Linked DNA regions of Capsicum annuum: region 2 is linked to region 1. The links are chromatin contacts, called in public Hi-C maps. All regions are on one chromosome and are shown on one strand. The core of a region is the stretch at or near the end of the contact, and the rest is flanking DNA. Distances in the headings are between cores, read along the strand shown. Region 1 overlaps LOC107855572 (a long non-coding RNA gene). Region 2 holds the start of LOC107843341.

Region 1 (6,463 bases), core at 1,839-4,338:
GCGTTTGCTATTGAATCTTGTTTGTCAGATTGGGGAATTAAAAATCTATTTACAGTGACACTTGATAATGCATCGGCTAATGATGCAGCAATCACACACTTGAAAGGAAAAATTTGTGATTGAAAAGGTGTTATCATGAAAAATATTTTTCTACATGTTCGGTGCAATGCTCACATCCTAAACTTGATTATAAAAGAAGGATTGAGTGAGAAAAATAAGTCCATTTCTCGGGTAAGAAATGTTGTGAAATATGTTAAATCTTCTTGTGCAATAACTGCTTCTTTCAAGTCATATGTTGAGAAGGTTAAACTTGACACCAATGGACTTTTGAGTTTAAATGTTGAAATAAGGTGGAACTTTACATATTTGATGTTTAATACTACTGCCAAATTTGAAAAGGCATTTTCAAGAATGTATGTTGATGATCATAAGTACTTGAAATATTGTCTTGACTTGAATGGAAAGATAGAACATCCATCTTCGAAAGATTGGAAAGATGTGAATGTCTTTCTCAAGTTTTTGGAGATTTTCTATCAAACCACTTTGAAGTTTTCCAGTCCTTTGCAAGTTACTATAAATACTTTCTTTCATGAACTTTTTAATCTTTAGAGCATAATTGTTAACTATTCAAAGAGTGGTGATTCTATTTTAACTGATATGGATAAGAAGATGAAAGTGAAGTTTGATAAATATTGGGGTGATTTTAGTGATACGAATATGTTGTTGTTTGTTGCTGTTGTGTTGGATCCTCGCTACAAAATGAAGTATTTTGAGTTTCTTTTTACGAAATATTATAATCTAGTGGAGGGATGTAAAAAGTGTGATAAAGTACAAGATACTTTAACCAGCTTGTATGCTTATTACAAGAGTTCTATTTATGGAATTTCTTGTGAAAATATTGGAGATCAAACTAGTGTGATTAGTGAAATTGATGCAGTTGGTAGTTCTGATGTGTGGCAATCACAATGGGAGAAATACCTTGAAAAAGAGTCTAATGTTGATGATAAATCTGATCTTGAAAAGTATTTGAAGGGTGATGAGGGAAAAAATTAAGGATTTCAACATTTTGAATCGGTGGAAAGCTTCATCAGAAAGATATCCAATTGTCTCTCGAATTGAAAGGGATGTGCTTGCTATTCCTACATCTACTGTTGCTTTAGAATCAGTTTTTGGCACCAGTGGTCGAGTTCTTGATTGTTATCGGAGTTCTTTGTTAGCAAATACTGCGGACGCTCTTATTTGTGGTCAACAATGATTATGTTAAACATCTAAAGAGTGCAAGCTTGAAGATCTTTTAGAAGAAATTCAAAATCTTGAAACAATTGAAAAAGGTACTAACTTCTACAACTTACTGATTTCTTCTTCCCGTTTCTAATTTTTTGATCTTTAAATTTGACCCCATAATAAAAATCTTTACTTATCTCCTCATTGTCTCTTTTTTTAGAAAAAAAGTTAGATCATATTCATGTTCATGGACATTTAATGAGAATATGATAATTTTTTTTTCTGAATATTCAGACTCTACTTTAAGCATTGCTTAGTTTGGAGCTCAAGCTAAAGAATATGGTGGAAGTTAGCTGGTCGTTTTTCTGAAATTTAGTTGCTATTTTTTGCTGAAAAGTGACTACAATTTTTGGATGATTTTAGCTAAAGTTTTTACTGGAATTCAGCTGTTGTTTTGCTTAAAAGTGATAGCAATTTAGGTGCTAGTTTTTTGGATTTTGGATTCAGGTGTTCTTTTGTTTCAGGTTATCTTGCCAATCAGTTATGGTAAATGTGAAACTTGTGATAATTAGAGTATCATTTATTTGTTTCCTTATTCTAATTGATGTTATCATATCTATTTGGATGTTTTCAAACTATCTGACACTATTTTGTGCGTTAAAAAAATTGTTGCATACCATTATTTCTCTATACAATTTTCAAGTATATAAATTCACTAGATTATTCACACTTTAACTTTCGTATGATGTGTGTACTCTCTTTTAACACTGCTTTATTATTCAATGTCCTTATAGATAATTGGTGCCAGGTGAATAACCCTTACAGAAGATGAAACAAAGGGTGTATCTTTTTGTTTGCTTGAAATAATAGTTAGTTTGATTGATAGTAACATTTCTTTCTTTGTGGTTATGAAACAGAAAGATCGAAGGTTTCAAAGTCATGCTGTGCTTGCGCTCTAAGAAGCTGTTGAAGCGTATTTAGTTGGTTTCTTTGAGGACAACTTGTGTGCCATCCATGCTAAGAGAGTCACCATAATGCCCAAGGATATCCAACTTGCAAGGCGTATTTGTGGAGAACGAGCTTAAGCTGAACGCAATATTGATTAATGAAAAATCTCTTTTTGGTTTCCCGTGTATGGTTTTAGCCTTTAGGTACCTAACTAGCATTTTTTGTTTGTGCCTGGAATGTTTATCAGTAGATGTTTTTTCAAGGATCTTATCATGTTCTGTAAATACTGGTATAATAGTTTTGGTGATGTGATACATCGATTAGTATGAATGCTGATTCTGGTTTCGTTCTTGTTATGGTTCTTTTGATATGATCTGAGTAAATCCACTGTGCTGAAATGGTTTTTTTTGTTGAGTTCCTTACTGTATTTGACTTGTTTTGTAGCTTTTGGGTACTTACTGCTGTGGTTCATTTTTTGTTGTTCTTCTATGTTCCATATCTTTGTGCCCTTGAACTGGTTTGATGTAATATACTCAATAATTGCTGATAACCGAAAGTTTCCTAACTTTCAGTTACCAGTTGGATGACAAGCTGCTTCTTATTTAGATTGACTTACTGGAGAGCAAGCTTCATTTTTCTTTGAGGAATCTTGCCAAAGCTAAGGCTGTACTTACAGCTGCTCGAACAACAGCTAATGCTTTATATATCCTTCCAGATAAGCAAAGTGAAATTGATTTGCAGAGTGGGAGACTTCATGCAGAAGAAAAAGATTATAAAGTTACTTATAGCTATTTCTATGAGGCATTTGAGACATTTAATGCCCTTTCTCGTGATCCCAAGGATACTTCATCAAAGAAAGATCCTGGTGCCAAGGACAAAGCCAAAGCCATATACAGTCTCAAGTATATGTTGCTATGCAGAATCATGGTCAGCCAGGCTGATGATGTTGTAGGAATAATATCTTCGCGTGGATTAGAACATCTGCAGCTAGAACTTGATGCTATGAAAGATGTTGCCGATGCTTACTCCGGGCGATCTTTGAAACTCTTTGAGATTGGTTTTCGCAACTTTAAGTCTCATCTAATGAAGATCCTATTGTCCAGTGCCACCTCTCTTCAGTCTACGACACTTCAAGAGAGTAGAATCTCTGCAGGTTGATCGAGCCTTTCTCAAGGGTCGATATTGCTAATATTGCTGAGTTGATTGAGGTTCTAGCTGACCATGTTGTGAAAAAGTTATATCAAATGATATTAGATAAGAAGTTTCCAGGGACACTAGATCAGGGTGCTGGATGCCTTGTAATTTTTGAGGGTCCTAAGTGAGATGAGATTTACCCGGCTACACTGGAAACCATTTCAAGTATGAGTAAGGTTGTTGAGAGTGTGTTTATAAGATCTTCAAAGATAATGGTTTGAGTTTAAGATCCTTCATCCAGGACTTTTATTTCTTGAGCTGCAGGTAGTATCTGTTTTAAGCTTTTGCTCCTCTTCTTGTGTTTGTGCTTCTGACACTTTTTAAATATTTGATTACTTTGAGTAGAGCTACAATTTGGACATTGATTAGAATGACATTGCTTACTTAAATCAAACATCAAAATGAACTTGTCATGGAGTATTTTTCAAATCTTTCTTCAGTCTAAAGTACAAACAAAAATGTTATTATTAACCTTTTGGTCATCCTATCACCCTGGTTTTATTCTAGAGATGGTTGGAGTAGACTAGTCAATAACCAAAAAACCGAAAAACCAAACCAAACCGATGGTTATTTTCTTTCTGTGGTGAGGTTTTAGAAATTTAAAAATCAACTAAATTGGTTTTGGTTATGGTTTTAACCACTAACCGATCCAAAACGACCCATGAACACCCCTAAAGATAGGGATATAATTGAGTACTTGAACTTTCCATTATATGATGGGCCAGGAAACCCTCATTCCTATTTGAAGGCATACATTGACGAACTAGAAGTTATAGGACAAAGCGATGGTCTCAAGAAGAAGATCTTCGTCAGTTCACTTACTGGTCCTACATTGATGTGGTACGCCAAAAAAGATACTAGTAAGTGGATCTCTTGGGACCATTTGACAATTGACTTTATTAGGCAATTTGACAACAAGCTAAAGAGAAAGCTCATAGTTGAGACTGATTCAGTCGAGACCAATTTAAATAGGGGAAAGACGATCGTCGATGAGACATCAAAACCCATAAAACTTGAAGTAAGCATACCCCAACCTCAACTAATATGGTACCCATCTCCGAAAATCATTCCAACATCTAATTACGTCCAAGCCTATTATCCCCAATCCTTTACAACACCACCTCCACAGACCTTTTGGTTCCCATATCTGTTTGTTGCACCAATATCACACTACCTTCCAATGTCTTACTAAAATCCACCAACAAATCAACAATCTGTCCAATCCACTAAACCTCAACATGAGCTCCAAAAAAATCCACCAAAATAATACACTCCTCTAGGTGAACCCATTGATCAAGTGTATGAACGACTCAAAAAAATGGGTTACATTACACCCATTGCTGCTGTACCTGCTGATACTAAGTCTAGGCGGTATTGCCCTGACCAAATTTGTGCCTATCATTCTGGGATGAGAGGACATCCTACCAGGGCATTTTTTGCCTTAAAGAACATGATTCAAAAGCTGATTGATACCAAAGTGATAAACGTGACGGGGTCAACTCTTGATGCTGATTGATTTCTCAAGCTTGACTGACACTTGTTGACATTGGTGAAGAAGATCATATTGATTCTACTCTCAACGTCTAAACGTTTAAAATTCCTTCATGTTTTACAATTTGCAGTTTCCTTTTATGTTTTCCATGCTTATGTAATTTGAACTACGATCGACCTGATTCCCCTATGGATACGTAGGCGCTTATTTAATGAGTTTGGTCTCACCATAATAAAACTTTCTTTTACCCTGCTTTATCATTTTTCTGTACGAAGTTTGATGAATCAATAATATGATGTGAATCAACGAATCTGATGTTTAACTTTCGAATTAGATACTAAGTTTGTTCAATCTCCGAAAAACATTGATTGTTCTGACTGGTGTGTTGCAATTTTATTGTCTGCAATTATTATCCCGCTGTTATTCGACAAAGTTGTGATTAATTGGTGTCTTAATATAATTGGCCGTTAATCAATTTGGTTATTTGGGCGGAGCTTAATTTTGGATAATTACTCAATTATATTCACACACTTTCAAATTGATTCGACTAATTTTTGATAGTGTTTACTTGTTGAAATAATTTCAGTATGGTGATAAACTTTGATTATATTTTTAATTGTGATTCTGCTAGTATCCAATTATATATGGTAACTACTAGTTGTTAATGTTTTATTTTTTATTTATTTGCTTTTTTTTAACTCAACACATATACTTTTCTATTTTTTTATTTATAGAAAAATGTGATCTAATTATTTTAGTTATGATTTGATTACATTAATTAAGGAATGAGATTGCCCTGATTATCTCTTAACTTATTTTCGTTCCTTATTTATTGATTTTCTATTTTCTATAAAAGGAGGACTTTCCTTCACATTTTTGGACAGATATTGATATTCCCTCTCCTCTTAAGAATATAGAACTTATAATCTACACTCCCTCTCTTCTTTTAAATTTATATTCTCTATACTCTTGGCTCACTATTTTTCTCATACTGAACGAAGTTACTTAATTTTCTTATTCTGAGTTGCATTTCTACCTTCGGAGTTTTGGTCTAAATTTTTCTGTGGCAATTCGCGTCTGACATTCGGTATTTTTTGATTTTTCCTATTATTGTTTGCCATCTTCAACTAGTAATTTTTCTGACGACATAATTTTAATACCTTATGTGATGATGCTAGAAAACATGTCTACAGGAATTACTTGGTGTTTTGTGTGTTCTATCGTTGTTGTATCATTTTGTGTTTGTAATCATATCATGATATTCTTGTTAGTCCCTTTGTGCTTTTCATGCTATGCCACTGTGTTTGACAGGTTTGGGGGAATTAAAGAGTTGCTTGAGGATTTGAGAGGGATTATGTTTTTCCTTTTTAGTTTAGTCGATTCTTCTTTTTATTGGTATGTAATATTGTATAAATACCATCAATGTAATGATAATCATAGAGGACTGTTTGGTGGGCGGGGATGTATGTATTTTTACGTGCTTTGTTGATCGTAGGCAAACGTTGCTTAAAACTGTGAATTTTTTCTCACCTAGACAAATTGCTGATCATTCCAGAGGCCGTAATTGTTGATTTAGAATTAATAAGTAATTGATTTTATCACCTA
Region 2 (7,268 bases), core at 338-2,837, 69 kb before region 1:
TCCATCTTTTGCGCTCCTCTTCATCAAGAACCATGAGATTGGGAGATGACACAACCTCAATCCCATGAACACATTGAGGATTCGATAAGCCTCTGTAATGCTTCCTTTGCATCCTATGTGATCGAATGAAACCCCTATCAGCGCTAAAGGGAAATGGACGTTCTCCTTGTCGAGAATGGCCATTCATGTAACTCCGTAGCTGCATCTTACCCAATGCATTCTCAGGTCTATCCTTGAACACCCACATATACATATTCTCCATATCATGTTGAACCATAAAAACATCGAGTTGGAGATCAGATTTATCAAACCCCGAGATTCCATTACTATCGCGGATCATCTTAGCCTTAGATTTCTCACTTAAAACAGGCTTAAAGTAGAAACTAAAGAAAAACCACGCGCCCCAGATACTATCTACACGCTTTACACATTTCCTCCCTACTTTAGGCACACTAAGAAAAGTTTCACTCTCATAGATCTGTGTCCCTAGCCCAACATCAAGAATATCATTCCACGGTTGAGGAGGCGAGCTACGCTCAGCTGATAAGGGCAAATTAATATCAGGGGGACGCGTTATAACAACTTGGCGATTCATCTCAAGGTCTAATTCCTCATGTGAAGAAGAAGCACTTGAATCCATTGACAAGAGTGTTAAAGGGTGATGATGATTCTCCATTGACAATGTTGTAAGAAGTGTATCTACCATTTCACAAATTTTATCTCCCTTAGGAAACAACTCTATTTGCTAAATGCTAGCTCCAATTCTTAATTACCCAAAGCAACAACTTTCTTGGAAAAAAATCAATCTTTACAAAAAACAACACATCCATTTTCCTACTCCCAACAACAACAAAAACAACAACATTCACACCACCATCAAAACCCTTTTTTACTTATTCATCACATAACTACAAAAACCCTCAAAAACCCAAATACCAAAATAGTCAAAAGTCAGAAGAAAAATCAAGAAAAACTAGACCCCCAAAGAATCTTGAAAAACCCATAATCTTTATTCACCAAAATCATACATAAAAACTCTTTATTTTTTTTTCCACTATATAATATAACTTGTGTATTTATTGAATGTATAATTGGATTACCAATCAATGAAACCAAGACCCAAAAAAAGGACTAAATCAGAAGGGATCTTGGAAGAGTACCTTTTAGGATAAGCTTCAACAACCAAGAACCCACAGACACTAGGACACTCTGAACAATCAATGGCCCTTACCATCCTCATCCTTCAATTTTTTTCTATTAATTTGAGGATTTCTTTTACTTAATACACATGTGAAAATGAAGAACAAAAGAGAAAAAAAATAGTGAACAAGTCAAGAAACACACAAGAAATATTGAGGAGGACAATTAAAAGGTGGACACACAGAAAAATTATAGGAAGGCGTTTGTTTGTGTGGGGTAAACAGAAATAGGCTGTACTAAATAACACCGTGAATGATGATACAAGAGAACAACAGTTGTCACCGTTAGTGAAAACGGTGACGGTGCTTTTTTGGACAGATAATTAAAAAAGTGTGGGGTGGGGGCGGTTAAGGCTGAGAGTAACGAGGATTTTGATAAGCATTTTTTGTTTTGGTAGTTTTTTGTTTTGATAAGTATTAATTAGGGTTGGTGTTTAGTGAGTTGCTTGTACCATTTGATGTTTTCTACGCTTTTTTATTTTTTAAATTTTTTTTTACACAAACTATAGCATGTCAGAAACGAAGTGTTGAAATGTTCGGACTATACTCGGTCGTTTGGTGTGAGATATAAGAAATAAGTAATCTTGGATAAAATGAAAAATTATTTTATCTCATGTTTGATTGCAGGTATTAATTAATTCCGAGATAACTTATCTTACCATTTATATCATAGTGATGGAATAAGTGATACGGAAATTTCTAGCTCGAGATCTTTCACACGAAGCCAAGCACGTGAGTTGCAATGACTCCAAGTCTTGTTCACATCCTTGGCCGTGTGTGAGGCCCTTGTGAGCCCATCTAAAGGCCTATACTTATTAAAGTGTGAAGAGGCCCACCAAGACACCCCAAACCTACCCACTTAAATGCCAAGGATATTTTGGTCTTTGTCCTCCTTTGAATTGACTATATAAGCCATGTAATAGGGCTAGTCTTTTTTTAGTTGACTCATATCATAGAAGACAACAAGACTTGTAATATTTTGACTTCTCTTTCTCATTTGGAGCGGCTCAAAATCGATTCTCACTAATAGAGTTATACTAGTGTTGTATCTTGGCTAGAAACTAGGTTCTTGGGGTGCTTTGAGTTCCTCTTGGTCCAAGTAAGAACTTGGTATTGATATTCATTAGTCTTAGGGTCCTTTCTCTTGTTAGGGTTCTTAGATCAATGAATATTATATGTCAAGCTTCTATCTCTTTTTTGGTAAATCTTGTTAACATTGCCTTGTTGAATCTAAAAGTCTAGTGAAGTCGTGTGAGGCTCTTTCGATTCACTAACATTGTTGTTATTTGTTGTTCTTGATACACACTTAATCTTGTATCACTTGGTATCAAAGCTCAAGGCTAGGTTTTGTTCTTACAAAATCAATCTTGGGAAGCTCTTACCAAAAAGTGTTTTCTTGAACATTTTTGTCGGAAATTGGTTGTAGATCTACAAAAGATTTTACTTGTTTAGTTTGTTTCTTGTGTTGGTTTCTTCCTCATCAACACAAAAAAGTGTCTAAATCTAAAGTTACTTGAAGTGGCCGTCAGTTTGTCTTGTGTTGGGACGTTGGAGTGATTATTGTGGTGTATTGTTGTTATGTTCTTGAAGGTGTTGATGTTGTGTTCATCTTAAACTTCTCTTCATCCTACGTCTTAACTTCTCTAAAGATTACTAGATCCAAAAGGGTTATAAAAACAAAGTCAAAAATTGTTTCTGAGAAAACTTACCAACATCACCTTTTCAAGACTTGACAACCACTTTTCCTTAAAACAAGGAACCTTGTCTTTTCAACATCATTGAATTAGGGATGAATCCCATGTTTTTAGGCTAAATAGGGGTAGAAAAATGACCCTAATACCCCTCTGAACGCGGGTTTAAAAGATTGAAAATGTGCCCAGCGACGCTATAGACTACACGACGCGTCAAGGGTACCTACCAACGTGATATCCGATGATGCACCGATATCGCGTTGGCTCACTTGAATTTGCCTTAAGATGAGGAACATTTTATCTATCGACGCGATTGGCGATACGACGTGCCAACATTGTGTCGACTCACTATTTTGGGATTCCAAAAAAGGTCTAAATGAGGTTCGAAAAATTTGAAACTTGTTTGGAAACCCCTATTGACATACTGATCATGAATCAACTTAAAGATCGATATTTAAAGGTCGGGAAAGTTGTGAAATAAGATTTTCAACTTATGAAAGCTAGAATAAATTCTAAGTGTAAATACTTGGCTGAAATTTCTAAGTCTGCGACCTCTTTTCATGCTTTAACGGACTGAGTTAATCTTAGAATTTTGCAGGGTCTTACAGGAGTAAAGTACTGGCCAGTTAAGAACTCTCACATAAAAAAGTTGGAAGGTGGCGGAGATGAGGATGTTGCTATGGATATGTGGACTTATTAGGAGGAATATAATTAAAAATGAGATTATTCGGAAGATGATGAGAGTGGATTTAGTGGAGGACGAGATGCGGGAAGTGAGGTTGCGATGGTTCAAGCATGTGATGAAGAAGGACACAGATTCTCTAGTACGGAGGTTTGAGAGGCTAGCGATGAAAGATTCTTGATGGGATAGTGGTAGGTCAAAGAAATATTAGAGGAAGGTGATTAGGCATGACATGAAACGGCAACAACTTTCAGAGGACATGAACCTTGATAGGTAGATGTGGAGGATGCAGATTAGGGTAGAGAGTTGGTAGGTAGAAGTATGTCTGTAATAGTAGGGATGAGTGCTTTATTTGTATCTGCGACTGTGCTTGCACCGGGTTCATTATATAATAATTCCCTCCTAGCCTCAGCCTCTTGTTCGTAATATTTTAGTGATGTCTATGATTTTGAATAACTACTTTATAGTATTTATTTGTGGGTGTCTTGTTCCCTTTATTATATAGCGGTGTGATATTCCTTTTTGTTGTTTGCTTTTATGTTTTTTGTTTGTTATACTATTATCTATCCTGAGCTGGGGGTTTATTGGAAACAACCTCTCTACTTCATCTAAGGTAGTGGTATGAACTGCATACACTTTACCCCTAGACCCAATTTAATGGAAATACACTGAGTATGTTATTGTTGTAATTAAAAGAGAGTAAAGAATACCAATAACTTTTATTAGCAATGACAAAGATTGATAAATGACAACAACTTAATAAAATTATTACTTTATCATAGAATTTTTAATCATAATTTATTTTTTATTAGCAAACACTTTAATATTGTTGTCATATTCTATGCTTAAAATGATAATCGATAAATTTTAAATTTACAAGATTGACAATAATATAGTGACTGGTAACTCATCATTCTTTATAACTTTTACAAAATTTGATGAATATGTATTTTATGAGATATGTTTGAACCTTAAGAGTACTTGTAAATGCTTGAACAATATTCATTTTCATACTTCAATATCAAGACTGTCATCACATAAAAATACAATAATTTCACCAAGTCTTAAATATATTTTGTCTAGTAAATTAATTTTGACAAATGAGTTACTGACAGTTCCACCAAATTCATTGACATCCTATTTATAATCATGATATATAAGGAGTCACCCTCAATCATATTTTTTATCATTTTTCAGTCAAAACTATAAAATGGCATTTGCCTAGTTGATATTTGTATGTCTTTATCCAAATTTTTGGCAAACTTTTGACCAATAAATTGAATATGACTACCACAAGTGACTTTCTTTCTTCCTTTGATATTATGTTAAACTACTCGATAATATTTATAGTCATCACATCGTACCTGTTGCTTAAAAAAAACCTTTTTTCACCTATGAAGCCTAACATCAAACTCAAGACATCTGGATAATGCAAAACATATACCCTTAAATTTTAAAAATAATCAGAGAACTCATACAAATCATAGTACATAGACTGTTGAATAGCAATTGTACAGATAATTTTCATACTTAAAATTATTTCAGAGTTTTCACCAAGACGATCATTCATAATCCATGATGAGCATACTTATAAATTATAAAAATATTATTTTTATGATTTTGTTCCTATCAAAAATAATACACAAGTTTATGAATTATCATTGATTTTAAACTTCTACTACTCAAAAAGAATCATCACTCCTTGTTCATGACACAAAATACTACTAGATAGATATAGTTCTCAGTATAATATGTGATGATATATAACAAGACATCATCATATTATTCAACTAAAAATGTGTAATTAATGAAAATAATCTTTTTTATGTTGACAAAACTTCATATGCAAGATTTTTTTAATTAAATTTTTGGTCCAGAATCAAACCTTTTTATTGCTTCTCCATAACAAATTATACAACCCAATTAAGCATTATTAACCCAAGTATAATAATGACCCCATCCAAAAGTGGGAATATGAAAAGTTTCGTGTATTTATACAAATATCTGAACTTTGGACAAGAAAAGTACACTCTACTTTTCATTTCATATTGCCGCCTCTGCTGAAAAATATTTCCTTTGTATTGGTGCCATCGATTCATCTCCTTTATTCTCTGGGTGATCAGCAAGCTTGATCCCTATGGGCTGTACACTATCATGGCTCTTCATATAGTCTACGCCTATGGTAAACTCACTTTCATCCATCCAAAATCTACCTCCTTACCTCACGCTCACTTTGGATTTCTCACAGGTAGTCGGGGTTTAACCTCACAGGACTGAAGAAACAACATACTGATGAATTGATTTGGCCTACCTTATGATTTATTTCATTCCTCATTCCATCTATTTTTAGAAATACCCCTCTCTTTTTCTTTAATAGTTCTTTTTTTTCTTTATAGTTGTTGATTTATCAACGTGCATCTAAGAAAAAGGTCAAAATCAGTGAAGTGCGGTAGGAGGCTCTATCTTCTTCTGTTTTTAAAGGTTTTTGATAGCTAGAGCACCTATCTAGGTTTAGCACAAATTTTTTATTTGTTTGACAAAATTATTTTACCTGTGTGCTGTTTATGAAGTTTCACTCCATTGGGACTGTAATTAATTGGACCCCTTGTGCTCATCTTTATGTTATGTAAATGTTGTTGTTTTTTCTACTTAATTTTGATTCTCCTTATTGATGCTTTCTGATTTTGTGTGTCATAACTCTAATATTAGAAATTTGTGACTTATCCATGTTAATGCACCTTCTAATATTAGTAGGTAGATCCATTAAATAATCGAATTCTCTTGTTTGTTGTAGATCTATCACCTTATTAGCTAATACATTTGTTATTGTATTGCCTCCCTGAATCTATGTGTTACTTTTCCTTGCACTATATGTAGTTTACACCAAATATCTTCTATTATCTTGATCATTGTCCTTGGTACTTTTCATTGCTTATCGATCACCTTTATTAATGTAAGAGAGTCTGTTTGCACAATAACTTCCATATAGGTCTTGTCTTGGCAATATGCTAATTCTTTCCTAATTGCAAAAGCTTTAGCTTCTACTTTTGTTGTTTCCCTCAGTCCTGTTGCTTTAGCATAAATCAAATACTCTTTCTCATTCCTAAGAAAAAATCTACGCCACCTACTCCTAGATTTCCTTTGCATGCCCTTCTGTGTTGCATTTGAGCTTACTCATCTCCGGAAAGCTCCAAGTAATTTTTTGATAGTGTAATCTAGGCCTATAACTTCTCATGTCAGTAGCTATATTGGACCAAGATTCCTTTTAAATCTTCAATCATGTATATAAAGTCTTGATTAGTTTCCTAATCAAGTCTTGAACTTGTCATACTACCTCAAAAAGAGTAACTTTTCCTTCATGTTTTATCTCATTCCTTCTTTTTTCAAAGACACCACATAACAAATGCTGGTATAGACCTACGCAGTACATACATTTTTGGGGCTAGGCTATTTGTCCACCAAGAGTTGATAGTATGATATAACTCCATATCTTTAATGTCTATACCTGTAAAAATTGCAAACTGCCACTATAACTTTTCAGCTATAGAGGCTGTTAGAAATAAATGATCAATGTTTTTGTCCTGCTTTTCTTATTAGCACCATTATGTAGATACAATGCTGACTATCATCTTTTTTATAATATCATCAGTGGAATTTTTCTTCTCACATACCCTCTATATAAAGAAATTAATTTTA

Evidence for each region. Hi-C and Micro-C count contacts between places; a contact is called where the count stands out from the background.
Region 2: a Hi-C map of leaf shows a contact between it and region 1, with 1.6 times the contacts expected there. The contact joins the promoter of LOC107843341 here to the enhancer-like site in region 1. A contact is called at or near these places in 2 of 5 Hi-C or Micro-C datasets (leaf and placenta).

What each region holds. Positions count from the first base shown.
Region 1 is chr10:172,251,251-172,257,713 of UCD10Xv1.1, reverse strand. LOC107855572 (a long non-coding RNA gene) reads left to right here. Exons shown (of 3, transcript XR_001670289.2): 2 at 1-1,331; 3 at 2,142-2,537. It also overlaps the pseudogene LOC107855570. Among protein-coding and RNA genes, the nearest start is that of LOC107855572, 4.6 kb to the left of the region's middle. Within about 2 kb of position 3,088, at least 1 of the 5 cell types and tissues checked has an H3K27ac peak or open chromatin away from gene starts, as enhancers often do. A contact at or near this core is called in leaf, where this site is marked.
Region 2 is chr10:172,318,056-172,325,323 of UCD10Xv1.1, reverse strand. It overlaps LOC107843341, which reads right to left and starts at 1,587. Exons shown (of 1, transcript XM_016687580.2): 1 at 1-1,587. The coding sequence starts at 706.